Regions from separate parts of the Mus musculus genome. Here all the other regions are linked to region 1. A link is a contact called in public HiChIP or PLAC-seq and Micro-C data. All regions are on one chromosome and are shown on one strand. The core of a region is the stretch at or near the end of the contact, and the rest is flanking DNA. Distances in the headings are between cores, read along the strand shown. Region 1 overlaps Ergic1 (endoplasmic reticulum-golgi intermediate compartment (ERGIC) 1). Region 2 overlaps Gm34455 (a long non-coding RNA gene). Region 3 holds the start of Atp6v0e (ATPase, H+ transporting, lysosomal V0 subunit E). Region 4 overlaps Ergic1 (endoplasmic reticulum-golgi intermediate compartment (ERGIC) 1).

What was found. Hi-C and Micro-C count contacts between places; a contact is called where the count stands out from the background. HiChIP or PLAC-seq counts read pairs in DNA pulled down with a chosen protein or histone mark.
Region 2: an H3K27ac HiChIP or PLAC-seq map of heart atrium shows a contact between it and region 1, with 7 read pairs. The contact joins two enhancer-like sites. A contact is called at or near these places in 3 of 39 promoter capture datasets (cranial neural crest, embryonic stem cells and maxillary cranial neural crest), 1 of 15 datasets of contacts at CTCF or cohesin (the NIH/3T3 cell line), 11 of 484 Hi-C or Micro-C datasets (the AML12 cell line, bone marrow-derived macrophages, centroblasts and 6 more), 13 of 115 datasets of contacts at active chromatin or transcription factors (the HPC-7 cell line, the NIH/3T3 cell line, embryonic fibroblasts and 5 more) and 4 of 9 other capture datasets (adipose tissue, embryonic stem cells, liver and 1 more).
Region 3: an H3K27ac HiChIP or PLAC-seq map of embryonic stem cells shows a contact between it and region 1, with 6 read pairs. The contact joins the promoter of Atp6v0e here to the enhancer-like site in region 1. A contact is called at or near these places in 4 of 39 promoter capture datasets (cranial neural crest, embryonic stem cells, frontonasal cranial neural crest and 1 more), 1 of 15 datasets of contacts at CTCF or cohesin (the NIH/3T3 cell line), 5 of 115 datasets of contacts at active chromatin or transcription factors (bone marrow-derived macrophages, effector CD8 T cells, embryonic stem cells and 2 more) and 2 of 9 other capture datasets (liver and pancreatic islet).
Region 4: a Micro-C map of muscle stem cells shows a contact between it and region 1, with 2.5 times the contacts expected there. The contact joins two enhancer-like sites. A contact is called at or near these places in 2 of 39 promoter capture datasets (embryonic stem cells and trophoblast stem cells), 1 of 15 datasets of contacts at CTCF or cohesin (the NIH/3T3 cell line), 10 of 484 Hi-C or Micro-C datasets (the C10 cell line, bone marrow-derived macrophages, cerebral cortex and 5 more), 5 of 115 datasets of contacts at active chromatin or transcription factors (the HPC-7 cell line, effector CD8 T cells, embryonic fibroblasts and 1 more) and 1 of 9 other capture datasets (adipose tissue).

What each region holds. Positions count from the first base shown.
Region 1 is chr17:26,580,269-26,587,708 of GRCm38.p6, forward strand. All of the region lies in intron 1 of Ergic1 (endoplasmic reticulum-golgi intermediate compartment (ERGIC) 1), which reads left to right. Among named protein-coding and RNA genes, the nearest start is that of 1700049J03Rik, 18 kb to the left of the region's middle. Within about 2 kb of position 4,008, at least 170 of the 459 cell types and tissues checked have an H3K27ac peak or open chromatin away from gene starts, as enhancers often do. A contact at or near this core is called in the NIH/3T3 cell line, embryonic stem cells, fibro-adipogenic progenitors and 5 more, where this site is marked.
Region 2 is chr17:26,483,525-26,490,964 of GRCm38.p6, forward strand. All of the region lies in intron 1 of Gm34455 (a long non-coding RNA gene), which reads right to left. Among named protein-coding and RNA genes, the nearest start is that of Gm34455, 17 kb to the right of the region's middle. Within about 2 kb of position 3,972, at least 8 of the 459 cell types and tissues checked have an H3K27ac peak or open chromatin away from gene starts, as enhancers often do. A contact at or near this core is called in fibro-adipogenic progenitors, heart atrium and muscle stem cells, where this site is marked.
Region 3 is chr17:26,673,341-26,680,780 of GRCm38.p6, forward strand. It overlaps Atp6v0e (ATPase, H+ transporting, lysosomal V0 subunit E), which reads left to right and starts at 3,056. Exons shown (of 4, transcript NM_025272.2): 1 at 3,056-3,238. The coding sequence starts at 3,135.
Region 4 is chr17:26,654,133-26,661,572 of GRCm38.p6, forward strand. It overlaps Ergic1 (endoplasmic reticulum-golgi intermediate compartment (ERGIC) 1), which reads left to right. Exons shown (of 10, transcript NM_026170.3): 10 at 935-2,802. The coding sequence ends at 1,042. Among named protein-coding and RNA genes, the nearest start is that of Gm41553, 16 kb to the left of the region's middle. Within about 2 kb of position 4,914, at least 21 of the 459 cell types and tissues checked have an H3K27ac peak or open chromatin away from gene starts, as enhancers often do. A contact at or near this core is called in muscle stem cells and myocytes, where this site is marked.

The sequences.
Region 1 (7,440 bases), core at 2,758-5,257:
GTGATAATGGCTTAGAAAAGAGAGGTACATGGTTCCATCTGAGGTGGGGACCTTATGGGGAGCCATCAAATGTCCTACAAGTACTTATGTGCATGTATGTGCACAACATAGGAGTATGTACATATGTGAGGCTGTGTACTTGTACCCATCTGTGCCTCAGTGGTCTCACAGCTAAGGCATCCCAGTGTGGAACATGGGACCTGGGCTTCATGTCCCCTTTCACCAGGTGCCTAGGTGCTATTATTTCAGATAATTGCCCAGAAACCATGCAATATGCAGTGTGCCACAGGACCAGCTATCATGGTAACTTGATTGGCCTCAGGGTCTCCTCTTGCTTCAGGGAGAAGCAAGCAGAGAAGTCCTGGCCTCAGCCCTCTGCTGCATGTGCTGGCTTTTGATGTCCCCCTGTACTACCCGGGTCCAGGGACCAGAGAAGGGCCAGAGGCATCTGCCTAGACGTGTCTCATATAGTGAGTCAGGTCAGCCTGGACTAAAGAGTAAGACTCTTAATCTCAAAAGAGCCAGAACCAAGCCGGGCAATGGTGGCGCATGCCTTTAATCCCAGCACTCGGGAGGCAGAGGCAGGCGGATTTCTGAGTTCAAGGCCAGCCTGGTATACAGAGTGAGTTCCAGGACAGCCAGGGCTACACAGAGAAACCCTGTCTCAAAAAACAAAGCAAACAAACAAACAAACAAAAAGAGCCAGAACCAGCTGGACCTGGTGGGGAAGGCCCATAGTCAGCAGCATTGGGGAAGGTCAGGAGTTCAAGGTCATCCTAGGTTGTATAGCAGGTTCCAGGACAGCCTGGTGTCTCAGCAACAATAGCAACTCCTATTCCCATTAAATAGCACCACTGTGGGTTCCAGGCCCAACATGGAGGTGTGGCATGGTGCAGCGGCAAGCATGAACTCTGGATCTCCCAGGCCCTGGACGCCCTGCAGTCTGCCTGGCTGGGGCTTAGTCCTTCACTTCTCTGTCCTTTAACTTCCTGGCTTGGAAATGGAGGGAGGCCTGGATCCTGCCTCTCAGGGACACCGAAAAGTCCAGGCCAGGCTCTTGTGTGCCTGGTGTGTTGGAAGTATTCAGCCATTGATTGTTGCTAAGGGACCACATGGGACTTACCTGAAAAGCAATTTAAGAAACAGAAACCAAAGCCCAGGAGTGTAACTTCATAATGGTTTCCCACCTCCTTTAAATGACTGTTCTAGGTGGGATCTGCACATGTGCTGCTGGAGTCAGACTTGCTCAGTCTCCCTTCCCGCCAAAGAAAAGTTAACTTCTGAGAGGTCACTTGACCCGTAGGTACTCGACCACTGGGGCTCCTAAAATGAAGCCTTTAAAGAGCTGCCTGGGGTATTGGTGTTGGACAAGGCCACTATGGGGCTGACTGCCCTTAGTGGGGCAGGCACAGCGTGAGTGTTACAGGTCACTGCATCAGCCCCCACCTCCCCTAAAGTGCCATTTCCTAGATTCCTACAGCATGAGTAGGAACAGAAGACAGTAAGGGAAGGACAGGAGGACATCACCTTGCCTCTTCATTCATGCTCTCCATCCCGTTCCCCAGGCTTGTGCACATGCTTGGCTGGGCGAAAACTTCAATGCAAATCAAATCTACTAAGCCAACTCAAATCTCAGCCAAACGTCCCAAACGTCACTGGTCTGTTTATCACTCACGCATTGACAGCTGCATGCCACTGATCAGGCAGAGGATGGGTGTCCACCCGACCTTTGTGGACATGGTGCCCACCCTGCTGAGGCTTGCTTTCCACAGGAGTCCATGACCAAAAGTTTTCTAGCAAGAATGCCCAGAGCTTTAACTTTGTTCAGGATTCTAGAAGGTTCTTCCATGGTCTTTATTCTGAGGACTTAATGATAAGCAGGGCTGGTTTGGTGCTGGAACAGAAAGTTGCAGGCTGCTCTGGAGGAAAAGGCCGTTATGAGTGGGTCTTCGTGGTGGGTAAGCAGTTCCCTGAGGCCTGGGAAGGAGCATGCCCTCCGGGCTTCATATAGCCAGGACCAGAGGTCTGCAGGCCAGGGATTCTCAGGGTGGATGTCTGCACAGGCTCAGCTCTAACAGCAACCCATCAGACTGGCAGCAGCTGGCTCTGCTAGCAGCTGGTCTGACTGCCAAGATCTCTCTTTGATTCACATTTTCCACATTGAAAGATGTTTTGAAAACCTTGACCTTCAATTCATCACATGTCCCTTATTAAATTGTAAGTCACATCCAGCCAGTTAATGAAAAGACAATGGGCGGGTGACGCAGTACAAGGCATCTTGGCAGGAGCTCACCAAAGCGCTCTAGCCACAGAAGACCTGACCTAGTGATACCCCTGTTCCAGGGCAGACAGCGTGTCACAACTATGAAGGGCTGGGCTTGAGAGAGTGGCAAGGCTGCAGTAAGGCTGGAGAAGCGGGGACATGCTGAACATTCAGCAGGGCCCAGGCAGGTAGACGGGAACCCGACTTAAAAGAGGCAGAGCCCACCGGGGGAGGTGGGGAGGAGTCACACGTTTGACTGGAAGAGAAGCAAGTGGTAGATGTGTGAGGGGGTCAGTGTGGCAGGGGCTTCTTAGACGCGGGCATGTAGACAAATGTGAGTTGGAGGGAAGAGATGGCATTGTGACATTGTAATGTCTGTCCCCAGTGAGTACTGTGAGGTGGGAGGGCAGTGAGAGATGGAATAGACAGCTGAGGTGGACCTTCACATGCTGGTCACTTGGTGGGAGCCACAGAAGGTTCTAGAACAGATGTCATTCTGAGGAAGGTAGGAGCAGCTGCGTGGAGAAACACGTAGGCGCAGAAGAAAGTAGCTGAAGGCCTGGTGGCATGGGTAGGCCCAGTTTCAAAGATGGCAGAGGGTGTGCTCTCCCTTCTAGGCCGACTGTCCGTCACCTTGCCTCGTTCATGGAGGCGGGGCAGAGAACTAAGACTGAGTTCTAGCTTGCCTCCTTGGCCTCACTCCTCACTACCTCCACTTACCAACGGAAGCAGCGTTCTGCCTCCCTCAGGGGTGTGGCAAGAGTGAATGAAGCACTGCACATAGAGAATGTTAGGAGAGTACTGGGTGTGCAGACAGCTCTAGGTGAGTGTCACCAAGGGCCAGAGAGCCTACATGGGGACACCCTAGCTGGGGAACTTAAAAGTATTGGAGTCCCCCGTGGGCCAGTAGACTTTAGGGCCATGTTGACATATGTCCATGCCCATTCACACTCTCTGTGTTGACTCTTGCACTGGTGAGCAAGGGAGCCTGTGGGGCTTCAGTTTGCTCATTGTGAAAGGGGATGGAGGCCAGTGCCTGGTTCACGGCACTGTTGCAGAGATGAAGTGGCCTGCTTGATGCTGGAGAAGGACTTAGCGATGGGCATGGCTGGGGTCAGTCCTCATTCACATCCAGGTTGTTGCCACTTCCATAGTAGAAGCATCATTTCCTGTCCAGTGCTTTCAGGAAGATGCCTCTCCTCTCTTCCTGTCACTTCCCTGTAGAGACTCTGGACCGGAGACTCCTCTCCTCCCCCAGCCCCAATGAGTCTTGAAGACTTGGCCAGACTTGTGTGTAGTAGGGAATGGTCCCAGCCTGGGCTCCACCCCTTGCTGGCCGTGGGAAGTTGTGTCGGTCTGTCATCACTGTGGCACTGCCTTCTCATCTGTAACATTGGGCTGATAATCCACACATTGTGTGAGGGCAAAGCTGTGTGGCACACATGAACTACTGCGTGTGCCATCTCCGGGGCCAGAAGCCTCTTGTAGCATCCTCTTAGGCAGAAGAGGATCCTGGTTCACAGAAGAGTCGCAGGTTCAAGGACAGTATCCCAGGATCTTGAGCACAGAGTGGGCTGGAGGCATCTCAGCTAAGTATTCCAGGGTCGTGGTATGTGACAGTGTCAACCCAGCCCAGACGCAGGAACAGCTGTCCACCCTGGCCAGCCAGTGTGCACACTGGTCAAAGTTTGTTATCTTAGCCTTTTTAACACCCTGCGAATATGGGAGCAGCAATCCCTACTGTCCAAGGGTCGAAGCTGTTGCAGGCTAGGCATGTGGTGAGAAAGCCCTGACAGGGCATTTGTCAGTAGCCTGTGGGACATACCCAGGAAGTCTGTTTGTGGTCCTCTTCTCCATACCTTTCCTTATAGCTTCTTAGGCTGCAGGGCTGGGAGGCAGTGTGTGGCCTACATAGAAGACTCTGCACCACACCAGAGAATTAGCATGGCCGACCCTAAGTTCTTCTCTCTGCCCTGCATCCCCTCTATACCCCTGCTAGGGTCACAGCGGGGCCGATCCCTGTAAATACCAGTCCGCTTACATGTGCATTTTTCCTCTGTGATCTTCCTGTTTTGATGAGACACTGCCTTTGGCCGCACGGGTTCCCTAGGGGACTGCGGTCCTGAGGCCCAGCCCTAGCCAGTCATTCAGGAATTCTGCTTCCTGGCGCCCCACACCCTGCACATTCCACCAGGGCTAGCGCCTCCTGCTCTGCGTGAATGGGGTCTGCCTTCCCCATTCCCACGGTTCCCATGGCCACTTCCTTATCACCCTCTCCAGCTGACTGAAAAAGGCCACATTCCAGGGCAAAATTAGACTCACCCTCCCTTTCTGTTTTCCTCCAGCGGGCAGGAGAGTTTGCTAGAGTAGACTGGCGCTGGAGCCCACGGGTACAGGGAACAGACTTGCTGCTTGGCGTGTCCCCTGAATCTATCACTTCGTTTCTTGGATCATTTGAGGAATGCACTGGGCTTCTGCTGTATGCCAAGAAAAGCCCCAGGGACTGGGCTTACAAACAGTGGGGTTGTACAGTGTAGCATGGGTACGGGCCGACAGCTGCTGGGCTTGGGGGTTGAGCTGTTTTCATTTGCTCCATATTCTAGATTCAGCTGATGCCTCCATGTTGCTTCTAAGGCGTCATTTGATGGCGTTTCAAGGTGTCTGCTTGTTCGTGCCGTGCTGGGGATGGAACCCAGAGCCTTTGCATGTGTGCTCTACGGCTGAGCTGCATCTCCAGAGGGCAGAATGGGGGTTACTTTAAGAGCCCCCCTTCTTTCTAGCCGAGGCAGCACAGAGCCGCACCTGAGCGCCGATGCTATGTTCTTCAAATGCCCCATGCTTAGAACCACAGGCCAGGTAAACCTCGGGGCAGAACTTACCCAATCTGTTAGAGCCACAAGAGGTGACACCTGGCAGCATCTGACAAACCCAGGCTGGGACCTTCTAAAAACTACCAGTGAAACCAGGGGAGGGGACAGACTGCAGCAGTCTGAAGGGTGCCCTTCAGAGGCCTCCTCCACTCAGGAAATCCCTTGATTCCTGGCTTCACTGCGGAGAAGAATTTCATGATGATTCAACATGAAGAGAATTGGAGTTCACGAGGGGTTTTTTTTTTTTTTTTTTTTTTTTTTTTTTAAAGATTTATTTTATTATTAATATATGTAAGTACACTGTAGCTGTCTTCAGACACTCCAGAAGAGGGAGTCAGATCTTGTTGCGGATGGTTGTGAGCCACCATGTGGTTGCTGGGATTTGAACTCTGGACCTTCGGAAGAGCAGTCGGGTGCTCTTACCCACTGAGCCATCTCACCAGCCCACGAGGGGGGTTTTAATGTTAGTTTTTGGCCCAAGTACTAAGGGGAAATGAGGTGTTTGGGAAGAGAGTAAGACACCAGAGAGCCTGGGTGTGGGCTTCTCTGAGGGCCACACGCCTTTGTCTTTACAATGGACAGGTACAGGATTATGGTGGATTTAAAAGATAATATCTTCAAAGGGTTTGTTATCTGCTAAGAACCCGAGTGAGATCTCTGGGTAGTCCTGAAGGGCACCTGACAGGGTCGCACTTGAGACGGTGGGTCACAGGCAGTTGGAGATCCCCACTGTCAGCAATGTTAATAGTCCTGCTTAGGAGAGTCACAGATGATGTCCAGTTCATTACCATTTTAACAATATCTCTATATGGGTAAATTATAAAGTATCTATCTCATTTACAGTCATCTTTTACTTATTGTAGGTCTATCATCCATACATCCATCCATCCATCCATCCATCCATCCATCCATCTATCTACCTATCTATCTATCTATCTATCTATCTATCTATCTATCTATCTACTGTCAACCATCTGTCTAGTCTGGCTTCTCAGCCACTTAGAGGCTCCATGGAGACTTCAGAGTCAGGGGCCCTTTTTCATTTCTCACATCTCTATGATTTCCTTGTCTTTCCTACTGCAGAAAGTTGAGGACCAGTCACAGACCTGGGGGGGGGGGGCTCCAACAACTGAATGCAGTGTGGTACCTGAGCCCAGCAGAAAGACAAGAGAGCCAAACCCTGAGAAAGTTGGTGGCCTAGTTGATGGGATCATGTCAAGTTTCTTAGTTTTGAGAATTTCAGTTACATGAGATGTTAGCATCTCATCCAGGAAGCTGGTGGGAACCTGCAGTCATGTTTATCCTCTGGAGATAGAAATAGTCAGCCAGGCGTGGTGGTGCACGCCTTTAATCCCAGCACTCAGGAGGCAGAGGCAGGCGGATTTCTGAATTTGAGGCCAGCCTCATCTACAACATGAGTTCCAGGACAGCCAGGGCTACACAGAGAAACCCTGTCTCGAAAAACCAAAACCAAACCAAACCAAAACAAAACAAAAAGTCTAAAGTGCAAAGTTTATGCTGAATTTCTTTCCATCCATAAAAAGAAGAAAAGAGAAGAGCAAGAGGAGAAAATGTGAGGGGCCTAGTGGCTTGTCATCCCAGCTATTTTGGAGCTGAGGCAAGATGATCACAAGTTCAAGACCTGTCTGGTGCACTTAGGGAGAGACTATCTCTGGAGGAGGGGGAGGGGGAGGAGGAGGAGGAGGAGGGGGAGAGGAAGAGGAGGAGGAAGAGGAGGAAGAAGAGGAGGAAGAGGAGGAGAAAAGGAAAAGAAAAAGAAAAAGAAAAAAGAGGGCTGGCAGTCTGTCTCCGTGGTAGAGCTTGTTCGCAATGGGCCCTCTGAACCTACAGGCTGTACATTCACAGATTCAGATAACCATGGGAAATACTCAGAAAATCATGTCTGTCTTTACTGTGTATAGATTTCCCTGTATGGTTCTTGTTCCTGAACAATGCTGTTTGGTATACTCACCAACAGTGTGTTCTTGGGTAAGTCACTGAGAAGTCATTTCAAGTATATGGAAGGATGTATGAGTTCTCTACCTACCATATACATTCTATACAACACATTTGCGTGTCCCTGGAGTTTCTGAGGAAGGAAGTCCTGAAGCTAGTCCTCCAGGATATCTGGGACAACCGTACATGTTTGGAGAAAGGCTTAGTGGAGGATGGCGTTGGGAAGGTAGACGCTTTCCAAGTGTAAAATTATCTCTGTGACAATTCTCCCCAGCAGGTTAGCTGGCCTTGTTATCTGAGCTAGAGTCAGAGCCTGGCCCCCGGCAGCAACTGACAACCAAGCTTGACCAC
Region 2 (7,440 bases), core at 2,722-5,221, 97 kb before region 1:
GCCCCATGTGTGTGTTAACACAGAGCTGCATTCCCATACAGGACCCTTAGGGTGTCTCTGGTGCCCATGATACCTGCCCTGAGTTGCCAACAGCACTGTGGTCTGCCTGCCAGGTCAAGGTTGATAGAACAACTTTGTTCATGTCTGCAATCTAGGCTCCAAGCTCTACTTGGACAGAACTCAGGACCACCATGGGACTATGGGAAATAGATCAATGAGAAAGGACAGTGGGCACAGGGCTTTTTATTCCTGAAATGAGTGAAGTCCTCAATATATAAAAGAGAGGAGGAGGAAACTCCAAGAATGGGCTTTGAAGGTTCAAGGTCCCCCTGAAGAGACAGTATTTTCCCTACTGTCACCCTTGTCCTGGGAATGAGAGACATCACATATGAGGAATCTCAAGAAGGAAATGCCCAGAGTAAGGGGAAAGGATGTCATTGCTTCCTTCAGGATTATAACAAGGGTCTCATGTCTGACTTCTCCTCTAAACTGAGCTCCTGATGTGCGGGGTGACTAGGGATTCTCCATCTGTGTCTAGGACACCCAAACAACACCTAAGTACCTGAGGCAGCCTACCGCACCTGTGGGTGAATGAAGGAGTGAAGGAGAGAAATTTGCTGTCAGGACATTTCTACCCTGGACCTTTCACTGAGAACACCAGAATGAACATCTGGACCTCTGTTGACTGAGCTTCTAGCATGTTCCAGGCCCAGCCGTTGCTTTCACCAAAGTCACGTGTTCTAGCATGACCATGCTGGCGTTTCAATCCACTCAGCACGGCACAGATTTTGACTGGGGGAGGGGTTCCTTTTAAAAAGAAACTTAAAAGTTGACTCCTAGGTGTACAGGTGTACAACCAAGGGAAACGAGAACACAAAACTACATGAAGACTTGAACATGAACAGTCATGGCAGAGTGATTCATCAGAGCCCAAGTGGAAAGAGCCCAGGGGTGGCATCAGTCAGAGAGGAACAGTGTGTGCGTAGCCACGTAATAGAGTATTACCATTCTATTACTAATAACAAATAATGATTTATCAAGAAAGTGCTGACGCATACTATACCATGAAGCTTGGACACAAGAGGAAACCCACCCCCAAAGACCACATATTATTAAGTCTATTTCTATGAAAGGTCCAAAATAGGCAAGCCGCAGAGAGGGAGGGTAGATTCCCCTGTCTAAGGCCAGGAGCGTGATGTGGACAGGGTTGGCGTGGGAAAAGCAGAGTAATCACTAACAGGTGGGTAAGTACAGCTGTGAACACATGGAAAGCCACCACATCTTGCATTTTACATGGGCAAATTATGTGGCATGTGACTGTTTCATTGAAGCTGTTATAAAACCCAAAATAAAGAAATTAGAGAATTCCCCCTCTCCGAGGAGGAGCCCGCCGAGAAGCCAGTTTCACAATCCAGTGGTGGCTCTGGCTTGCCAACGGTATTTCTATTTTTCAACAGTCTTGAGCCTATCCTGCAAAGTAGCTTTTCTCAAGACTCACGCTGTACCCCAGAAGCCCCAGGTTGCTGGTTGCTGCCTGTCTCCAGCCTGTCTCTTGTTCTCGCCCCCTTGTCTATGCCCACCACTGCCTCTCCCTCAGTCCCTCTCTGCTCAGGAAAGTTAGCTCCAAATGCCTGGGCTGCCTCAGGAACCTGGTGACATAGGCCTGTTGTGGTGTGTTTGGGCACAGAGGCCTTCGTTGCCAGTGTTGCCAGGCACAGAGGGTGACTAAGCCAGCCAGTTGTGTTCAGGTTTCAGTGCCGATCCAGGAGCAGGGGGAGCCGAGGGCTGTTCAGCTGCTTGGGGGAACGGGTTTGTTTCTGTTCAGCTATGCATGCTATACTTGGGCTATCCTTACACACACCAGAAAGCCAGACATCCGATGACATAGAAGTGCCCAGAAGAACTCTTGGAAAGGTAGAAAACAAAACAAAACAAAACAAAACAACTCAAAAAGTGTAGAAGCTCCAGAGAAATAAACATCAAAGTGACTGTCACAGCCCACTAGCTGTACCAATGAGTTCTACATGCACAGGCCCAGCCAACTGTAGATCAAAAATAGAAAAATTTTAAATTGTGTCTGAGTCAAGCAGGTAGCACACACCTGCAATACCAGCACTGGGGAGGTATAGTCAGGAAGATGACGTTTGAGGCTAGCCTGGGCTACAAGAGAGAGGCTGCCTCCAAAAATAATTATGTCTATACTGAACACATGTGTTTTTCTTACCATCATTCTATAAACAACACAGTATGGTAGCTGTCATGCCATGTGCAGTTTGTTAGGAGTGGTATGTCTTCCAGAGCTGGTTTAAAGAATATGGGGAGGGGAGTTGCCCAAGCTCTATGCAGACACTGTGTTGTATGGGTGGACTTGATCTCTGTACAGTCCTGGAATGATTCTCCTGTCCCCATCCCCAGGACATCTGAACTCAGAACTCCCAGTTTAGCTAGGGGCTAGTGAGAGGGTAGCCTCTGGGACGGGCTTGGAAAATAACTACCCATGTGTCAGTGAGGGTGACCAGCTAGAGGCAAGGCAGACCACCAGAGCAGAGCAGGCTGGGAGTCAGCCTTGGGAAAGTATCTTTAGGGAAGGCTGGATCTTCACGAACATCTGCATACAGAAGTCTTAGGGAGTCACAAGTGGGCAGCAGGATCCGATCTAGCTTCTCTTTCTCAAAGCCTCTGACTGATGAATGGGGAAGAGACAAGCTGAGGGGATCAGGAGAATCTTCTGTCCTCTGTCTGCGAGAGGCCACTGGTTGGCAAGTCCCTCTTATAGCAAAAGGACATTGAACACTGACCTTTGGTACTTGAAATTTAAATTTAAGCTGGACGGTGGTGGTACACGCATTTAATCCTAGCACTCGGGAGGCAGAGGCAGAGGCAGGTGGATTTTTGAGTTCGAGGCCAGCCTGGTCTACAGAGTGAGTTCCAGGACAGCCAGGGCTACACAGAGAAACCCTGTCTCGAAAAACAAAAACAAAAAACAAAAAAAGAAAGAAAGAAAAAAGGAAAGAAATTTAAATTTACATCAAGCACTAATCATTTCAGTCGATTTTACCATTGTAATTAATTCTAATTCAAAGCTTAAGGAAACAAAGCCAGGGGCTGGAGAGATGGCTCTGCAAGTGACTTGTTGATCTTGCAGAGTACCAGCACCTACATGGCGCCTCACAACCATCTGGGAGACAGGGCACTCTTCTGACTTGTTTTGGCATCAGGCATACATGTGGTACACATACATGATACAGACAAAACACTCAAACACACAAAATCAAATAAGTAGATCTCTCTCTCTCTCTCTAGCCTGCTCTCTCACTTGCTCCTGCTGCTGCTGCTGTTCACATTAGTTTAAAACATAACTAACGTAAAATGTTGGTGGAGCACACCTTTAGTCTGGAGACAGAGGCAGACAGTTCTCTGAGCTTAAGGCCAGCCTGGTCTACATAGTGAGTTCCAGCACAGCCAGGCTTGCATAGTAAGACCTTGTTTCTAAATACCAATAATGACGACAATGATGATGATGAAAGTTTTGAAATGAGTAAATGAATATGGACCTAAGATGACAGAAGAACAGTGAAATATAAATTATTAAAAATTTACCAGGAACACATGGGTTTGTTGTGGTTGGTTGGTTTGTTTGCCTTTTGTTTTTTTAGTAATCACTCAATTTTTGAAATTTAACCCCCAAACCAGTTCAAACCCTGCCATGTGGGTCTGGAAAGCATCTTTCTGGGTCACTGGCCAAGCTGTGAGCTTTCACTTCTTGTCCTAGTTTGGTCTGTGTTGCTATGACAAACTTGATGGCCAATCACAACTTTGAGAGGAACTGGCAGCATGTTGCATCTTACAGCTCACAGGCTATCACAGCAGGGACCTGGAGGCAGGAGCTGAAGCAGGCGCCGCAGAGGGGAGCTGCTTACTGGCTTGCTCCTTGGGCTTGCTCAGCCTGCTTTCTTACACAACCAGGGCCAGGCACCGCCCACAGTGAGTTCACACTGGGTCCTCCCTCACCCATCGTTAATCAAGAAAATGCCTCCACAGACTCGCCTACAAGGCAATCTGACAGAGCCATTTTTTTCTATCATGGTTACTTCTTCCCAGATGATCCTGGCTTGTATCCAGTGCACAGCAAACTAATCTGTATACCTCTGGAAGGTTCTGTTGCCAACACCAATCACAAGGGCTTACTAAAGCAGTTTTTGTGGAAGGTTGACCAGAAGGAGCTCTCTCTAAGCACTGTCTTCCTTTAAGCATAGAAGGTGCAATAGAGGGTCAGTAGGGCAATGAGGCTAGCCCCGGATCTCCTCATTCTCTGGAGCAGGCTATAGAAGCTTAACAGAAAGGAAACCAACTTCTGCAGTTAGTTGAAAGAGTGAGCCTGAAGCTTTCTTACCTGCGAACTGGGCCTATGGTTCTCCTATCTATAACACACACCCGCTCAGAGGTAAAAGGATGAAGGGAAACAATGGCCAGGTATAGGCTAGCAAGAGGGACTGAGCATCCATCTCCATGGCTCTGCCCCATCCAACTAGCCAGTGGAAAGGAGCCACCCAGCTGTCACAGGGGCAAACCAACCAGGCCAGTGTGTTCTCTCCCAACCCCTTCACACGCCACGCACACCCAGGAGCTCTTCCAGGCAGACTGGCTGAGCCTGACTTCTCACAGAGGAGGAGGCAGAGTGCTCAGGGAGCCATAGTCATCCTTGGTAAGAACACTTCTGTCACATCTTATCACAACCCCTCTGTCCCCAAGATCACTTGGCCAGCCAGGATGTCTCCATAGGCAGGTCTGAGTCCCCATCCTCCCTAATGCACACCAGAGTGTGTACTGTGAGTTTAAGAGTCTCCAGTGTCTCCACCTTGGTAGCTGCCAACCAGCCCTCCTACCCCCCCCCCAACCCTTATCTATACCCATCGTTGGGAACCCCTGGTCTCTGGAGACCTTGCCTATGTCATCCCTTTGCCTTTAACAGGCTCCTCTCTCCTCTGGGAAGCCCCTTCCTTAATACTCTTCCTCCCACCAGACCCCTGTCTAGTAGACTCTTACTGAGTCTGTGGAGCCCTGCCCCGCTGCCTCTTCCTCTAAGAAGTCTTCCTTGATTCTCATGTCACAGTAACCTTGCACGCTGCAGTGTGAATGGCTCCCCTTAGAGGAGGGCATAGAACCATCCAGACCGTTGGTGCACCTACTGGGTGGTGGAGCTTAAAGGACACAGGCTTTGTGCTCAGACTCACTCAGCTCGAAGCTTAGTTTTGCAACTGTGAGCTATGCACCCTGAGGGAAGAGGCCTAACCTCTCTGATCCCCTGTACTAAGATGAGAACAAGTCTCCACCCATAACACTGAGGCAATAGGAAATGCCTAGCATAGCACAGGCTTAAATAACTCTTCATTCACTTCCCTGGACATCAGGAACTCTGGATGTTCTCCCCTACCATCCAGTTGTGTTCACATCCGCACTTGTGTGAACAGCCCAGGCCAAGATCTTTCCTGACTGGCTGTGAACCCTGGTTGTCCTTGCTCCCAGAACCAGCTCCAACCAATATACTAGGACCCTGTGCCTGTAGAAACTCCCTCATAGGTGCCCACATACATGTGTGAGAGTCTGCTCTGAAGCGTGGCAGGTGGAGCCAAGTCCATCAGAAACATTAAGGCCATTCTGCAAGGACAGGAGCCAGCCGTCCACAGCTGCCCTGGATCAGGGACACACTCAGTGTCCCAGCAGCAGGTGTGTGTTGTTTATGCTGTATCCCAGGCAGCAGAATCCCGCAGCCCTGGCCAAGAGTTCTAATTTTAAACAGCGGGTTCTGGGCGGGCCGAAATAAAGGTCAGATCCTGAAGGGCTACCCAAAAGATGCACACACTAAAAAAAGATGACCCTCGGTGTAAAAAAAGACACCCTACCTCTGTTCTACCGTCTACACTGCCTGACATGTCAAGGACACACCTGTCAGGATCACTGGGGAGGCAATGGCCACGGCCAGTTCCCACCTACCCTAAGCCAGGGGTCTCCAAACTGCTGGACTCCAAGAATCCCACCTGGAAACCCCATTTCAAAGCAGATGGGCAGCCCCAGACAGAGGATTCTGGGGGCTCTCCTGAAGACTTTCATCTGTTAGGGTCCTTTCTATTGAAGTTGTTCACTGCGTCCCTTGCAGTAATCCTGTGGCCCACATCTGATGCCTGCTGACAGCGGCACATCTTTGTGGTGTCATTTCCTGAGGTCCTTTGTCAGGTGGTGGCTCCTGTCTAGTGTTGGGAAATGGAAGGGGCTGATGGATCCATGTATGACATGGTGAGCTCGCTGAAGGGAAGTATCTTGTTTTCCCAGACAAGGCTCAGGGAACATGCTGCTGTATTTTTCTATTGTGAAAACTGACATGGCTGCCCAAGGCTTCCTCAGGTCCTAGGTTATTAGAACAGTGAGCCTTTTGCTTATCATTTTTATACCCTTTTACATTTATAAGCAGGACTGAGTCTAACACACCTCCCTGCTCACCATCTAGTTATATACAGTTTACTTACAATGAGGCACAATGACCTAGGATTCCCCCCCACTTTTTTTTTTTTTTGGTGGGTCACTCCTGTCTCTGGACAGAATCAGGGCACAAAGGTAGATCTCCATGCATCCTGGACCCCGCCCTGCCCCCTGCCTAGTCCCTCCGGCAAAGCCAGCCGGTGACTCTATAGTTCCGACCTGCTCTGACCTGAGGCTAGTGAGAACTGGAGGTGCCCCAGCCCTTCCTGCCCCAGGCAGGGCCCTCTGGAGGAGCTGTGTTCCAACTCTGGGTCCAATGTTAGGGCAAGTGGTCGGCCACTGCCTAAGGCAGTAGGGGGACGCTGGGCTGGGGACTGCGCATCCCACTTGCCCTCTTCAAGACACTGAAAGCCACCTGCCAGGGAAACCTCAGGACAGCTCCGGGGTTTGGGGATCGGATCTCATAGCGAGGTGCTTACCATTCCCAAAGGTGCCGCAGGATACCTTTTATCCACAAGCCGTCAGATGGGTACTTGGCCTTGGTACTAAGTGACTGAATCTAGACTTGCCTAGGACAGAGAGCATTATTTCTCCATTGAGCAAAATGAGGCCCAGGTGCCCCAAAAGCAGGAAATAGCCAGCTCCAAGCCTCCCCACAGTGGAACTCCTCTCTCGACCTCAGTTTCCTTATAAGATGGCGGCCTCAGCAACACCTACTACACCAGCTGTGAGCATTGGCAAAAATACTTATCAGTTGATTTTTGCTCCAAAGTAACTTCTAAGACCCAGAGGGACTAAAAGAGAGCCACAGTGGCCAGCCATCCCTACAGGGTTTCCTGAATGTGGATCTTTGATGCTAAACCCTGGACAGCCTTGGCATACCAGTGAGATAGTTCACATAACCAGGCTGATCTGGTAAAGCCCAGGCAGAAAGAGGCCCCAGTTTTTATGCTCAGAGCTATT
Region 3 (7,440 bases), core at 1,806-4,305, 92 kb after region 1:
AAAGTGTGAGAGTGAGGTGGGAGTGCCAACCTAGAATTGCTGCCAAGGCATGCAGGAGCAAGCTTGATGTAGGCAGGCAGGCAGACATATAGGATTCCTGAGTGTCACTGTTAAAACAACAACAACTTAAAAAGATAGCAGAAGGGAGGGTGGAGTGTTGGCTCAGCAGTTAAGAGCACTCAAAGTTACTGCAAAGGACGTCACCCCACATCAGTTACGGTGCTCTCTGGCCTCTGCAGAGGTACACACAATCTCACATATATATGTGACCCAGTGTGGTCTGATGTAGAAAGGGCCACCTACACTTTGGTTTTGTGGCTTGTCTACTGTGTTGTCTTTTGAATATGTTATGTAAGCCTCTTCTCCTTCCCCCATCTTAATAGATTTTGTCACTTAAAATAAGAAACCTTATGGATAAAATACTCATCACATAAAGAAGGGGCTGTAGAGATGGCTCAGTGGATAAAAGCATTTGTTGCTCTTGCGAAGGACCCATGTTTGTTTCCCAGCAACCCCTATGGCAGCTCACAATCATCTATAATTCCAGTACCAGGGTATCCAATACCCTCTTCTGATTTTCAAGGGCACTAGGCATACATCTGTTGCATAGACATACATGCAGACAAAAAATATTTGCAAACAAAAAATCTTTTTGAAGTTTTGTCTTGTTTTTTTGAGAGAGAGGCTCTGTGTAGCCCTGGCTGTCCTGGAATTTGCTTTATAGACCAAGCTGGTCTTGAACACAGAGATTCTCCTGCTTCTGCCCACCCCACCCCCCCAAGTGGTAGGATTAAAGGCATGTATTAGCACACTTGGCAACATAGAATAAATCTTTTAAAAGAAGCAAAGAAAACCATCACATAGCTCCTTACTGTATGCTGTGTGAACATTCCCCTGGAACAAGGCTCAGACAGGAAGTAAAGGAAACAAAGAAGACTCAGGAATCCTCTGAAAGTTACAAGACTCACAAGACCCCTTCCACAAGTTGTATGAACAGTAACAATTGCTCAGGGTAGGAAACTGGCCAACCAAGCTGCTTGCAAGTTGTGCAGGGAATTCCAGGAATTTCTATGCCACCCATACTCCTGTAAGTAACTCTAATATTCACTGGTTCAGTAAGGTAGACTTGTGTAGAATGAAAGATTTGGTTTGCCATCCATGCCTTATCTGGGGGTGAATGGACATTTGTTCCTGTATACCCAGGAAAAGTCACATAATAACTATATTCTGATTATTTGTACCTCTTACCAGTAAATTCAAATTATACTCTCTCCTAGGAATTGGTTTGTACCAACATATTCCAATATAAATGTGCTTTGTGAGTTGCTACATAGGCATCCAAATTCCATGAATTTTGTTTGTTAGTTAGTTTGGTTGGTTGGTTTTGGAGACAAGGTTTCTCTGTATAGTCCTGGTTGACTAAAAATCTCTCTGTAAACCAGGCTAGCCTTGAATCCACAGAGATTCACCTGCCTCTGCCTTCTGAGTGTTGCTTTTAAAGGTGTGTACCACCATCACCTGACATAAATTACATGACTATTTTAAAGAAACAAATTATTTCAGATTACTAATGGTGAGCTGAGTGACTATCAAGACATGACCAATAGATGGACCTCCACTTCAAATTGAGTTCTGAGTCTAGTTTGGCCTGTTCCTAACTGCATGGTTCTGCCAGCCTTCACCTTCTAAATTCTGGGATTAAAAGTATGCGGCCACTACAGCTGGCTCAGTTAAAGTCTGAAAATCATTTGCAAAGATGGTACAGCTGCTGAAGGGTCCAATTAATTCAGGAATCCATTCTACTTGATGAAGAAATCAGGAGAGGTGGCTACTACGGGGAAATGGATCCACAGCCAGCACACTGGATTCAGCTGCCAGATCTCCCTTTTCATCTTGCTCTGTCTGCAAGCTTCTGCAAAACCAACCTCAGCTCAGCATGGTGCTTCACTGGCAATCCCAGCATTTGGGAGCTGTTGTGTTCCTCATAGCAAGTCCCTGGCCCCAAGGGAAAAAAAAACCTCCAAGAATTGCTCCCCTCCTCTGTGTCTCAGGAAGTTCATGGTGCAATGAGCCTACAATTCTGGCGAGCCACAATGATATTTCTGGCTAATTCCTATTCTTGTTTGTTTGTTTGTTTGTTTCGAGACAGGGTTTCCCTGTGTAGCCCTGGCTGTCCTGGTACTCACTCTGTAGAGCAGGCTGGCTTCGAACTCAGAAATCTGCCTGCCTCTGCCTCCTGAGTGCTGGGATTAAAGGCGTGTTCCACGATGCCCGGTGATAATTCCTATTCTTTTTTTTTTTAAGATTTATTTATTTATTATATGTAAGTACACTGTAGCTGTCTTCAGACACACCAGAAGAGGGAATCAGATCTTGTTACAGATGGTTGTGAGCCACCATGTGGTTGCTGGGATTTGAACTAAGGACCTTTGGAAGAGCAGTCGGGTGCTCTTACCTGCTGAGCCATCTCACCAGCCCCGATAATTCCTATTCTTATTGAAACTGTTGTGACAACTGGCGGGAATGCAAAGTAGGGCCTGGTCATCCTCAGCTGTCCATCTTCTCTGGAGATGTGACCTCTCTCAGATGGCTGTCAGATTTACTTCTGTAACTCAGACCCTGGCACTCTGTACAAGACACACAGCAGCACCAACGATTAAGAGCCTTACAACCGTGAAGTTACTTACAATGCGACTGTGATTCTTCACTTGCAGCAGAGATGGCGATTGTGAGTAGTTCATGGGCTATGGAAGAATGCAAAGCAGGAGCCTAGCATACAAGACTCTAGAACAGTAGTCCACTATTGTAGGTTTTACTTATTTATGTCTGCGCGTAAAATATAGATAAAACTGTAAATGACACATCACCAAAATGGGCCTAAGTTCTTTCCAGAAAACTCTGCTGGTCCCCTCCCCGGTGGCTGGAGGTTCATCTCAGTCAAGCCCCATGGAACCACAGCCTTGAGACTAGCCAGGTAAGGGCGGGGCTCTAGTCTAAGGGGCGGAGTCCGACGGTCGAGTCACGCCGCGCGCAAAGGGCGGGGCTTTAGCGCGCCGATCACGTGAGCCTCTGTTGACACTTCCGGGTGGGACGAGAGCGAGGCTCCGGACCGATTCGGCTGCTGGGGCGCAGGCATGGCATACCACGGCCTTACTGTGCCTTTGATCGTGATGAGCGTGTTCTGGGGCTTCGTGGGCCTCCTCGTGCCCTGGTTTATCCCCAAGGGTCCTAACCGGGGGTAAGTGCGCCAGGTCCAAGGTGGTGGGAGCGGAGGACCCCGGTGGGAGGATCACGGAGAGAAGGATCGTACGTGGAGGACTACGGCGGGAGGATGAGGCGGGGTGGACCACAGAGGGGAGGACCGCATGCGCTCCTCAGAGCCTGTCAACGTCCCCGGCTGGAGGGTGAGGTCACCTTTGGCGGCCCCTCCCGGAAGTGAATTTTAGGGAGTGCTTTTTGTCTTGATGGACTAAAAGTGTGCACTTCGACTGAAGAGAAATTAGGGCGCCTCCCAAGCCACTGTCGCTGCTTTGGTTCTGTCTTTGATGCACGGGAGGCTTTTTGCCTAAACCTCAAAGAAAGGGATCTGAGAACAGAAATCTCCCTCTCGCCCCCTTGCTGTCGCAGTTTCGGACTCAGACAAGCTTGATGCAGAGCGTTAAGTTCAGCCTTTGCAGCTAGTGGGCCCAACCCAAGCCAGGGTGAGCCTGATCTAAACGAGGTTAAATCACCCAGAGCTGAAGGCATTGTGTAGAAACCTCTGCGTCATACCTTCCAGGGCGCTCCTGCCCTTACTTGTAAACAGTATTTACAGTGGTTGGCCAAGATTTTCATTCCCCCATCTAAGGTTTGCAGAATACCGTTTTCTCTGTTTGGAGATAAACTTCTGTATTGCAGTGTAAAAACAAACCTTTTCAGAGGAGCCTAGGGCACCCTCTTTCTAGTTCCTCTTTTGAATTAAGTAATTTTTTCCCTCTCACTCAAGATCATGTGGAGGTGACACTTGATCTTAAGTAGTAGTGTGTCAGAAACGTCTCTTGCTTTAATGGTTAGACACTGAATGGTGGGTACATAGTGTTTAGCTCCACAACACTTTGTAGAGTAGACAATGTTTACTGAGTGGGCCATTTTGATTAGAGAAAGTTTTACTGTGGGTTTCTTTGTTTTGGGGGGGCTTTGGGGGGTTTGTTTGTTTGTTTGGGGGGGGGGTCAAGATAAGGTTTCTCTGTGTAGCCCTGGCCATCCTGGAACTCACTGTGTAGACCAGGCTAGCTCAAACTCAGAAATCCACCTGCCTCTGCCTCCCAAGTGCTGGGATTAAAGGTGTGCGCCACCACGCCCAGCTGAAGTTTTACTGTTTTGTGATATTGGCTTCTATTACTGTCTGGAATACACTGACTTTTAACAGTGTTTTTTCTATTAGCCTAAGAAAGCACTTTTAAAGATGTATGTATTATTTTATGTATATAAGTGTATAGCTGCATGTATGTAAGGGCATCATGCGTGCAATGTCCACAGAGGCATTTGGATCCCTTGGAATTGGAGTTACAGATGGTCATTAGCTGTCACGTGGGTGCTGGGACTTGAATCTAGGTCTTCTGGAAGAGCAAGTGTACTTAACCAAAGAGCCATCTCTCCAGGTCGCAATTAAATGGCTTTTGAAAGGGAAATGATAGGTGAATATCTGTCCTTTGCAAGCATCAGGGAGGCTCCACTTCTCAGTAACAGTCCTACAGCGTCATCTGCGGTTTACAGCAGCTGATGTGGTATCTGGGCTCTGCAGTTATCAAAGTAATTTGTAGTAACTGAGTACTGAGTCCATTTAGACACTTTTTTTTTCCTCTTGGAGTTAGACAACAAAATGTCTCTGTTGTGTTTAAACCAACCCTGTTCCGTTCCACCACTGTCTGTCTTTCTGGCCTTCATCCCAGAATAGCTTTCATTAACGTGCCTAGTTTGGGCCACTCCTTTCTTAAAACTCTGTTCTCCCCATCCTGGCATCAGGTGCCCCTCCTGTTATGCAGAGTAATGAAACCCCTGGTGCTCACCACAGTCAGGTTCTATTTGACCTGCAGTGAGATCATATCTGGGGCCTATTTGCAGCCTCCACTGCAATCCTTGTTTTTCTTGCTCTTGGCAGGATTGAGCAGGTCTTGAAATGGTGCCTCCTAGGAGTTATAGGCTTAGAGTTTAGGAAACACTGCTCCAAGGTGACTGAGCTCTTGTGACCTTGGAAGACTTAGTTAGCTTTTCCATGTTCCTTGGTTTTACTGAAACATGGATGTTTTAGGATTAATTAATACCAGGTCCCTTCTACATCCTCCTTCCCAAAAGATTGTAAATCAAAAGGTCTTTTTTTTTTTTTTTAAGTTATACAAGAACTGACCTGCTTAATGAACTCTGATGATTTTTTTCCTGTGTTTGTGTGTGGCAGCCGTGGGGGTGGGGGTGTAAGTAAGGGTTGCTGAGAAGTGAACCCAGAGCCTCCTGTCTTCTAGACAAGCACTCTACCACTGAATTGCATCCCCAGCCACCACGCTGAGCTGAGTATTTAATACAGGAAAACATTTCTGATTTGTGGGATTAGGAGATTTTCATTAAGGAAATAAGGAACTGTGCAGGAAGGGAGCACAACAGGGGCTTCTCTGCTCAGTCTGAGAAAGCCTTGCTCAGCGTCCTGTAAATGGGTGCTGGGGAGGGTATGGGACCTGATGAGACAGTAAGAAGGTAGCTGGCGGGGACAGGCCCCTCCTGAGTGTGTGGGCATCGGGGAGACAGCCTCTTGCAATTCTTTGGATTTTTTTTCTGCAGTGGGACATGGTAGGACAAAATCTAGTCTGTGCCTGCTGTCCTTCATGCTCTCCCACTTTTCTCTGTAGGAGCCCACAGAGTCCCCAAAAGCTTCAAGTCCTCCTTTACCAGGTGTGGAGGATCACACAGGGATTAGTAGACCAGGGGCTATGTCAGCTCCAGTTTTTGTTTGTTTGTTTGTTTGTTTGTTTGTTTGTTTGTTTGGAGCGTGTAGAAAGTCATATACCAAAGGCTAGCTGGTGACCTCAGGGGGTAAAAGTGCTTGTTGCCATGTCTGACTACCCCACAAATTGTTCTCTGATTGCCCCCTTGCATACCATGGCATGTTAAGACCTGAGTTCACTCTGGCCTCTGAGGGCACCTGTGCTTGTGTGCATGCATGCATATACACAGATGAGACAGGGTTTCTCTGTGTGGCCTTGGCTGTCCTGGAACTCACTCTCTAGATCAGGCTGGCCTCGAACTCAGAGGCCGCCTGCCTTTGCCTCCTGAGTGCTATGATTAAAGTGCAACACCACTGCCTAGCTTAAAATAAATCATTTTTAAAAGGTAACATCCCAAGGCTGTATGTTGTAATAGATTTATACATGTTTGCTTTGTGAATGCACGTGAATGTGTGTATATAGTTGTATACAGTTTTGCTAAGACATTTGAAAATGAATTGCAGCTTAGGACTCTTCACTCCTGCATAGCCACTAAGGAGCAGGGTTTTTTTTTTTTAAGACATATTTATTTATTTTTTGTACATGAGTACACTGTAGCTGTCTTCAGACACTCCAGAAGAAGGCATCAGATCCTATTACAGATAATTGTAAGCCACCATGTGGTTGCTGAGAACTGAACTCAGGACCTCTGGAAGAGCAGTCAGTGCTCTTAACCACTGAGCCATCTCTCCAGCCCCTGGAGCAGGTGTTGCAGGGAATGCTTTCCCGTGGCAGCTAATACTGGCTGTGTAATACAAAGGCTCTTGAGCTGTTTCTGTTCTCTGAGATATCTTTCGGGGAAGAGAGGAGACAGCAGAGATTCTAAGCTCAGCGTGGGAGAAGATGAGCAGGAACTGGCAGTGAGACTCATAGCCATGTGCTGTGGGTCGGGGGTCATGGTGAAGGTACCCGTCTTCTGGAATAAAGGATTGAGAAGAAGAGTTGGAAGGCTGGCCCTCTATCTGTCCATCTGTCCATCTTTATGTAGCCTAGGCTAACTTCAAACTTGCCATCCTCCTGCCTTGGCCTTCCAAGATAGGATTACTGGTATGCACTCCCACAGGCAACTGAGTGAAGGGCTTAGATTACAAGTGGCTGCACCAGCTCTCAGTTTATTGTACAACTGTCATGTTTCTTGTCTCTAAAATGCATGGAGAGGTGCTGGAGAGATGCTCAGCAGATGAGAGCTTTTGCTGTCTTGTAGAGGACCAGTGTTTGGTTCTCAGTACTCACATCTCAGTACTCACTCACCACCTGTAACTCCAGCTTCAGGTCGTCCACACTCTCTGGCCTCCATGGGCATCTGCACTCATGTGCACTCCCTCACTCAGATCATTAAGATGAAATGCATCTAAAGTTGGGTCAATATTTGCTACCCACACTGCTGTAAGCCTTGTCCATGTGTGCTGTAGCCTTGGCCTTTATG
Region 4 (7,440 bases), core at 3,664-6,163, 75 kb after region 1:
CCAACATCCTATGGCTCACCTGGAGATTCTTTGAGGTCATAGGTCCATGCTGTGGCTGTGGAGTTGGGCAGCTGCTGTTGCCGCCACCACCTCTTCCCCCCTCTTTCCCCTCCTCCAGCCATCCCTAGCAATGGTAATATTCACTTCCAGGCTACATTGAACAATATTTGGTGTCAACAAGAGGGCAAATCTGTACAATTCTGGCATCTGCCAATGCATGGGGTAACTTGCTATGATGAAGAACTGGCTGGATCCTAATGTCAGGAACACCACTGGAAGCCGCCTTGGTACCCTCCGAGGCAATGACCTTGCTGTTTGGAGTTTGCTTGCTTACTACCTATCAGCAGAGGAAATGCCAGCTCCAAAGGCTGAGTGTTTCCAGTCCTACCCACCCAGGCCATTTGCCTATTCAGTCACAGCAGACGCTGGAGCTGTCAGATCCAGGCTCCAGTCCCAGATGACCTGTGTACATATGACCTTGGGGGCCAGAGGCACCACATTTCAGATTCCCCATCATTTATCTGAAAATAGGATCATAAGTAGCTGGGAAACATGTAGTAGAAGTTAATACTATAGGCACCAAGGTCAACACAGACGTGAGTTCAAATCTCAGCTACTTACTTAGTGAGCTTTGGGAAGTGACCTCACTTCCCTCACCTGTGAAATGGGTCTGATAATCCCCTTCCTCCTGCAGAAAGTTCATCTGGGAACTAAAGGAGCTGACACAGGTGATAATCGCTTTTATTGTTATCCAGTTCATCCAACAAGTGGTTCGCTTTGATTCCCTGAGTACCATCAGCGACAAGGTGGCAAACAAAATGGTATCGTGGGCAGCGTGTCTGCATGAGTGCGCTTCTTGTAATGCAGGAGGGTGCCCGCCTGATGCCCCTCAGCACTGATGTCTGACACACTCTGTTCTCTCACCCTCTTGCAGATCTGTGCCATCATCGGCGGAACCTTCACTGTCGCCGGCATTCTGGACTCCTGTATCTTCACAGCCTCAGAAGCGTGGAAGAAGATCCAGCTGGGCAAAATTCACTGACGTCCTGTCCAGCCCAGTGACTGAGGACCAGGAACCCTGCTAGCCCTGCCTCTGGCGTCCTATCTCCTTCTGCCTTCTCTGGCCCAGTGTGTGTGGGAGGAGGGTGATGGTTATGGGTGGCACCAGGTTCCCCAGCTACCTCTCTCCCCATGTTTTAGATAAATTAACACTGCCTGGAGTCACGTGTCTCTTTCCCTGCAGAGCCCCAAGACCAGGGTCAGGCATGGGGAGGTACTCCAGGGATGCCGGTGACCTCTCTGGGAAGGCTGTAGTCTATTCTCTGTTAGGGAATAACTTAGAGTACAAACAGATAAGCTTTCAGACAGGCTTTGACAATCTTTAAGCCCCCATCATTTGGACATGCTAATAGCTTGATTTGTCCCCCGGGCAGCCAACCTGTGCTCTCAGCCTCGGGACCAGACTGCCCAAAGGTACTGCTGCTTGGCGCTCTCAGTATGGAATGGTACTTGGCAGGGACACCCATAGGCCCGGCACTGCAGCTGGAACTTGCTTCTGCCTCATTGCTTCATGCCCGACCTAGAGCCCGGGGCTTGTCTCCTACCCCAGCCCTGCCTCCTCCTCCGGGCAGATGCCAGATTGCTTGACAGAACGGTGGAGACTCGGATTTGCCCACCAGTCCTGAGGCAGCTCACGGGTGCCCCTTCCTCTCTTGTCTTTGCTTTTCTGAATCCCCCACCAATGTGCCTCAGCTGCTGTGCTATGCGGCAATAGCATTTCTTGGTGAAGGGGCTGGTTCCCATTGCAAAGCCCCCCTCCCCCCAACAGTTACATTCTGCAGTGCCAAGGGATAGGGCCATGTGACTGGAAGGTCATCCTTGGAAGACCATATAAGGCACAGTTTGTACACTTCTGTCCAAACCAGAAGCATCCTTCCCAATGAACCACAAATGATCATGTCTGACATCCACCTTTGGTCCCAAGGCCTTAGCTGGGGAAATGAAGCAGGCTTCTCTTTCCATCCCTACCTTGCAGGGTCCCAAAAGATGCCCAGCATCTGGAACCCACTTGCTATTGAGACCCCCTGTTAGCTGAGCACATGCCAACTCATTCTTAGACCCAGGGGGCTCCCGTGTCTCCCCCACTTCCTCCTGAGTTAGATCTCTTTCTTGTTCCCCCTCATCCTTCCTAAGGGGAGGGGCAGTGGTCTAGGTATGAATTCCATGCAGAGAATTTTAGCTATGTTCTCAAGTCCAGAGAGAGCCGCGGGCCTGGGCTTCATTTATATTGAGATGGTTTGCATACTTTTGTAATGAAGGGGTACCTGCAGTAGGAAGTTTTGGGGTTTTTTGTTTTTGTTTGGTTTTGGTTTTGTTTTTCTTAAATAGTCTCTTATGGGTAGCTGGATTCTCTGCCATTTGTAATTTTTCCTCTGATTCCAATTAGCAAAACTTCCCTTTTTATATGAGTTGATTCTTATTGTGTATGTAAACTGCCCCTGGCCACTTGGCTAGATTTCTTATCTTCTTTTAAACATTCTGTTCCACAGTTTAAGAAACCAGTCCCTTTGGTGTGTGAATCTGTCACCTGTGGAGGGTTGGGCAGGGTGGGATGGGACGGGAACTATGTGGCATGCGTATGAGTTGAAATCCCACTTTTGTGAGGACACGGTATGCCAGTTTCCCATGGAAGAGACGCCTCTGGCCTGTTGTTCTTGTAAAGGTATTCTTAAGGGGACATATGTTTTGATTCTTTCCCACTCACTGGGTTCAATTAGATATTAAAAGGCTGCTTTTCAGAAATATTGCTGTGACTCTGCCTTGATGGTGGCTGGGTAGCCCAGAGTCTAGGGTGGGAGTGAGAGTGAAATTTAATTCTACAGAAAGAACAGCGGTTGACAGTGCTGAAGAGAGCCAGGTGATGGCACACGCCTTTGATCTGCCTTAAGCTCATAGGAGGCTTAGCCAGGCAGATCTCTTTGAGTTCAAGGTCAGCCTGATCTACAGAGTGAGTTCCAGGACAAAGCAGAGAAAACCTGTCAAGAAAAACAAGAATAATAAAGCCAGGTGTGGTGGCACATGCCTTTAATCCCAGTACTCAGGAGGCAGAGGCAAGAGGATCTATGTGAGTTCAAAGACAACCTGGTCTACAGAGAGAAGCCCTGTAAAGGGAGGACGAGCAGGAGGAGCAGGAGGAGGGGGAGGAGAGAAGGTCTGCCGAGAACCAAGAAAATCTTGCAGGATATGGTTACAAACCATTGACCTTGAAGAGCCTAGTTGGCTTTATCCCAGTCAGATTATATATGTAGAGAGTTGTGGAAGCTTCTAGAGAGAGGATTTCTTCTAATCAAGTTTAACTATGGGTACCTTAGGGGGAGATCACCCTGGGAGGAGGGGAGCCTGATGTGACTGAGCCACGGGTGAGGCACCCAGGCTGGCAGTCCGTTCACCCATAGAACACTAGTTTTACTAAAGTGTTTGCTAAAAACAAAAGAACCATTTCCCGTTTGTCCTCAAGCAGTAGCGTTTCCAGAAATTTTGAGAGATCTACCCTGGGATGCCACCTGTCTGGAACACAGACCACCAAGGGACTTTCTCCGTGGATGCTCCTTGGAACTGGATCCATGAACTGACAAATGTATTTGAAGTTGACATAGAACATGGAAGACTGAATCCTAGCCAGGGGCCCTGGGCTGCAGTGCTTCTAAGAGGCAGTGGTGAAGGGGCATCCCAGGGAGAGGTTCAAGTGCTAGGCGAGATGGGTGTCATCATGGAGGAAACCTGGGAAGAAGGGAAGTGTAACAGGACTCAGAGGAAGGAGGAAGAGGGGAGGTCAGTCACGGTAAGTTGCTTTTATTTACTAGAAACAATGACAGGCCATTAGAGGTCTAAAGCCTTTTTTAAGAGAAAAATTTGGGGGTGGAGGGGATGGCTCATCAGGGAAAGGAACTTGCTACTGTAGCCGTCTTTGCTACTTTGTGGGTTCTTTTCCCCACCCTTTATCCCCCCAGTTTCCCCTGCTATCACTACATAGGAAAGGATAGCAGGGGGAGACAAAGAGAGATCTCAATCTATTTTTTTCTTGTTCCTCCTTTAAGCAGGACTACTAACAAAGTGCAGCCAACCCCCCACACCCCACTCCTGTACAACCACCAACCACCTGCACTGCCTCTTGGGGCCCTGGCATTTATACACCTTCTGAAAAGTTCCCAGAATTCTAAATATCACACAATCGCCGAAACCATTTGCAGCCAGCAAAACCGTGCCTCTGCTAGAGCACGAGGCAAATCATAGCTGCTTCGGACAGTCAGAAGCAGCCTCGCATCCCACATCCCCCAGCTGAGATTAAAGTGAAAGCACGTTCTTTTATTTTTGTGTTCTTAAAGAAACCAAAATTGTCACTACAGCTACCAGTCCTGATGACCCACATGATGGAAGAATTAGCCCCCTCGTTGCCATGGTATATAATGTATGAATGTATATACACACAAGTAAATACAGAAATGAAAAATATTTAAGGGCCAGTGAGATAGCTGGTGTATACGATGACCTGAGTTCAATCCCAGAACCCATGTAAAGTTGGAAGGAGAGAGTATGTGTGTGCTTCCGTATGTGTGCCATGACGCTTGATCACCCTCCCATATAATAATAAATAAAATTTATCTTTAAAAAATTATTTTAAAACTTGTTTTCGGGCTCGAGGTGTAGCTCGGTGTTACAGGCCTCCCCCCACCCCCAGCACAAAGCAACCTGGTGCATGCTTCTCGAAGGTTCGTTATCTGAAGATAGACATGGTATCGTGCGAATGTGAATGGGAACTCATGAGGGAGGGCATTCTCCGAAGACCCCTTTTCCTCCCCGCAGCTGCTCCCTGCCAGTTCTTTGCTGGTGAGGTCATGCATTTCATTCCAACCCATCACTGGGAGGACTTGGCATTCTCGGCATGCCAGGAAGAAACAGAGGCGTAATCACACCCTGGCCACACAGCTAGCAGGTGGTAAAGTTGAAATTCCAACCCAGATCGGCCTGACTACCGGGTTCTGAGGAAGCACGGGGCGGGGGGGGGGGGGGCGGGGGGGCGGTTGGTGGTTGTTCCTCAGCCCTAACGTCATCTGAGCAATGTCAAAACAGAAAGCCAAAACGGAGGAGAGTCAGAGCAAGAGGGCCTTTTGTCTCTTTTCTTACAGTTCTCATGTGGTAGTGACCTCCAACCATAAAATTGTTTTTGTTGCTACTTCATAATTGTAATCTTACTGTTATAAATTGTAAGTGCTTTCAGAAGCAGAGTTGCCATTGGGGTCGCGACCCACAGGTTGAGAACCATTGCGTTAAGCCATCCTATAAGAAAGTGGGAACATTACAGAGTCAGAATGCTTCCACGTCTCCTATCAAAGCTCTGTGCCAGCTTTGTGGAGATGCCGAATAATCACTACTTGATTGAACATTGGAGGAAACCAGCAGCAGGGACAGATCTGAATGTACAGTAGAGGAGGCAAAATAAGGGAGCCAGAGAATGGATGAACTCACTCCCATGAAGCTCTGCTGTGAGGACAACTGTGACCCTGCTGGGCACAGTCATGCTGGCACCTGCCCCCAAGTCTCCATAGAAACAGAGAGAGTGACTGATGGTAGGCCCCGTGGTACAACTTTAATCACAGTAGAGGCAGCCGATAGCAGCCTTTCCCGAGCCCTTCTGACCTGGACACACTGACAGTGGGTGGTACTCCAGTTGCCATGGTCTCTTTAACCACAGTAGGACACTTTGTCCAGGTGGAGCCTTCCTCCAAAAATCTCCAACACAGGTTGCAGAGGCGTCTAGAATAAAGTACTAAACCGGCCCCTGCAGTCCTCAGAGCTCCAGTAAGACTGGCTTTGGACAATTTATCTTCCATCTTACCAACTCTGATAAACTAGGACTATGTACAGGACCAGTGTGAAGATGGCTTTGGGCAAGACATCTTTTCTATATCTAAAGGTCTCCATTTGTTAAGGAAACATTACAACCTTGTATCTAGAATCTGGCACAAAGTAGGTTTTCAGTCCATGCACCATGAATGGATGAGTGGCAGGGCTAGAGACGACGAACGAATAATACTTTGCACAGAATATCACTTGGGTTCCTAAGATGAAAACAGCAGAAACCACAGGCCCTTTCCCTCCCTCCTCACTACTACAGTGCTCAGGACAGGTGCCTCCTTCACAGCTCAGGCAAACCCAGGAAGGACCAAGACTTCACTCCCAGAGGATGCGCAGCGTGTCTCAATCTGACGAACCTGCAGGTGGCGCCCGCGCTACCAGCAATCTTCCAACAGAAGAGCAGAGCTCCGGTGCAAGGCTGAGGAGGGGAAGGCAAGGACCCAGAGGTGGGGGGGGGGGGGGGGGTGGGCGGCCATGGACTCAAGACGGTGAGCTGGCTCTTCCCCAAAGCTCTCACTCGGTTTAAAAAAAAAAAAAAAGGTATAATACAAAAAATAGAAATAAACGGTAGAGAAAGCACACTTCACACTGTCTCCCATCGTGGCGCATCGCACCTATTTCCATCAAACAAAGCTAAGGGTTTACATAATTGTGATTAATTTTAGGAGTCTGAGCGCTGAGAGCCAGTCCTCAGCATAAAAGCCTAAATGTGAAGAGTACGTACGGTAGATGCAAAGGCTGACTTTTGGACTATCCTGGAGTGAGCCAGCCCACACATCTGATTTTCTTAGGAAGATTGATTAGAACTGCTTTGTGCCAGATGCTGTCCTGAACACTCTAGGAAACCCATTTAATTCTCACGACAACCTACTGAGATTATACCTACTCTACAGATCAGAGAGTTAGGACTATAAAACTGACAGTTCCCATGTCCAGCAAGAAAGACACACTTGGGACCAGGTATGGCTTTATGAGCCAAGCAAGGGCTAAACAAACAACGGAGGGGTTGGGGGCGGGGGGACATTTAGGGAGAACATTGGTTCTCCCTAAAATTCTTGGAAGGTGAGAGAACACTTTTTTAAAAGTTCAGATTTGAGGGATCAGGAAGTGTAAGTTAGTGGTAAGGTATGTGTTTAATATGTTGTTATAAGTTCAATCTCTAGCATCAATAAATTACATTTTAATTTAATTTAAAGTAATGCAGATATAACCCTGACCTTCCACCATGTGTTTTTATAGAATTGTATGCAATAGGACCCAAATTTCTGCATATAGAACTTCTTAGTAATTCTGAAGAAGCCAGTCAGATGGCTTTTGAAAGGTGTGTCATGGTGTTTAAAGAATTTGGACAATTACAATCAGCCTGTCACATGGGTAGGGTTCACCCAAATTAAACTAGACACAAGTAGAAAATATTTAGATTTTTTTAAAAGTTCATCTATACTGAATATGTACAGATTTTTTTTTCTTTTCATGTCCTAAGCAATACAGTATCAAAACTCATACAGCCTTTACAGTGTACTA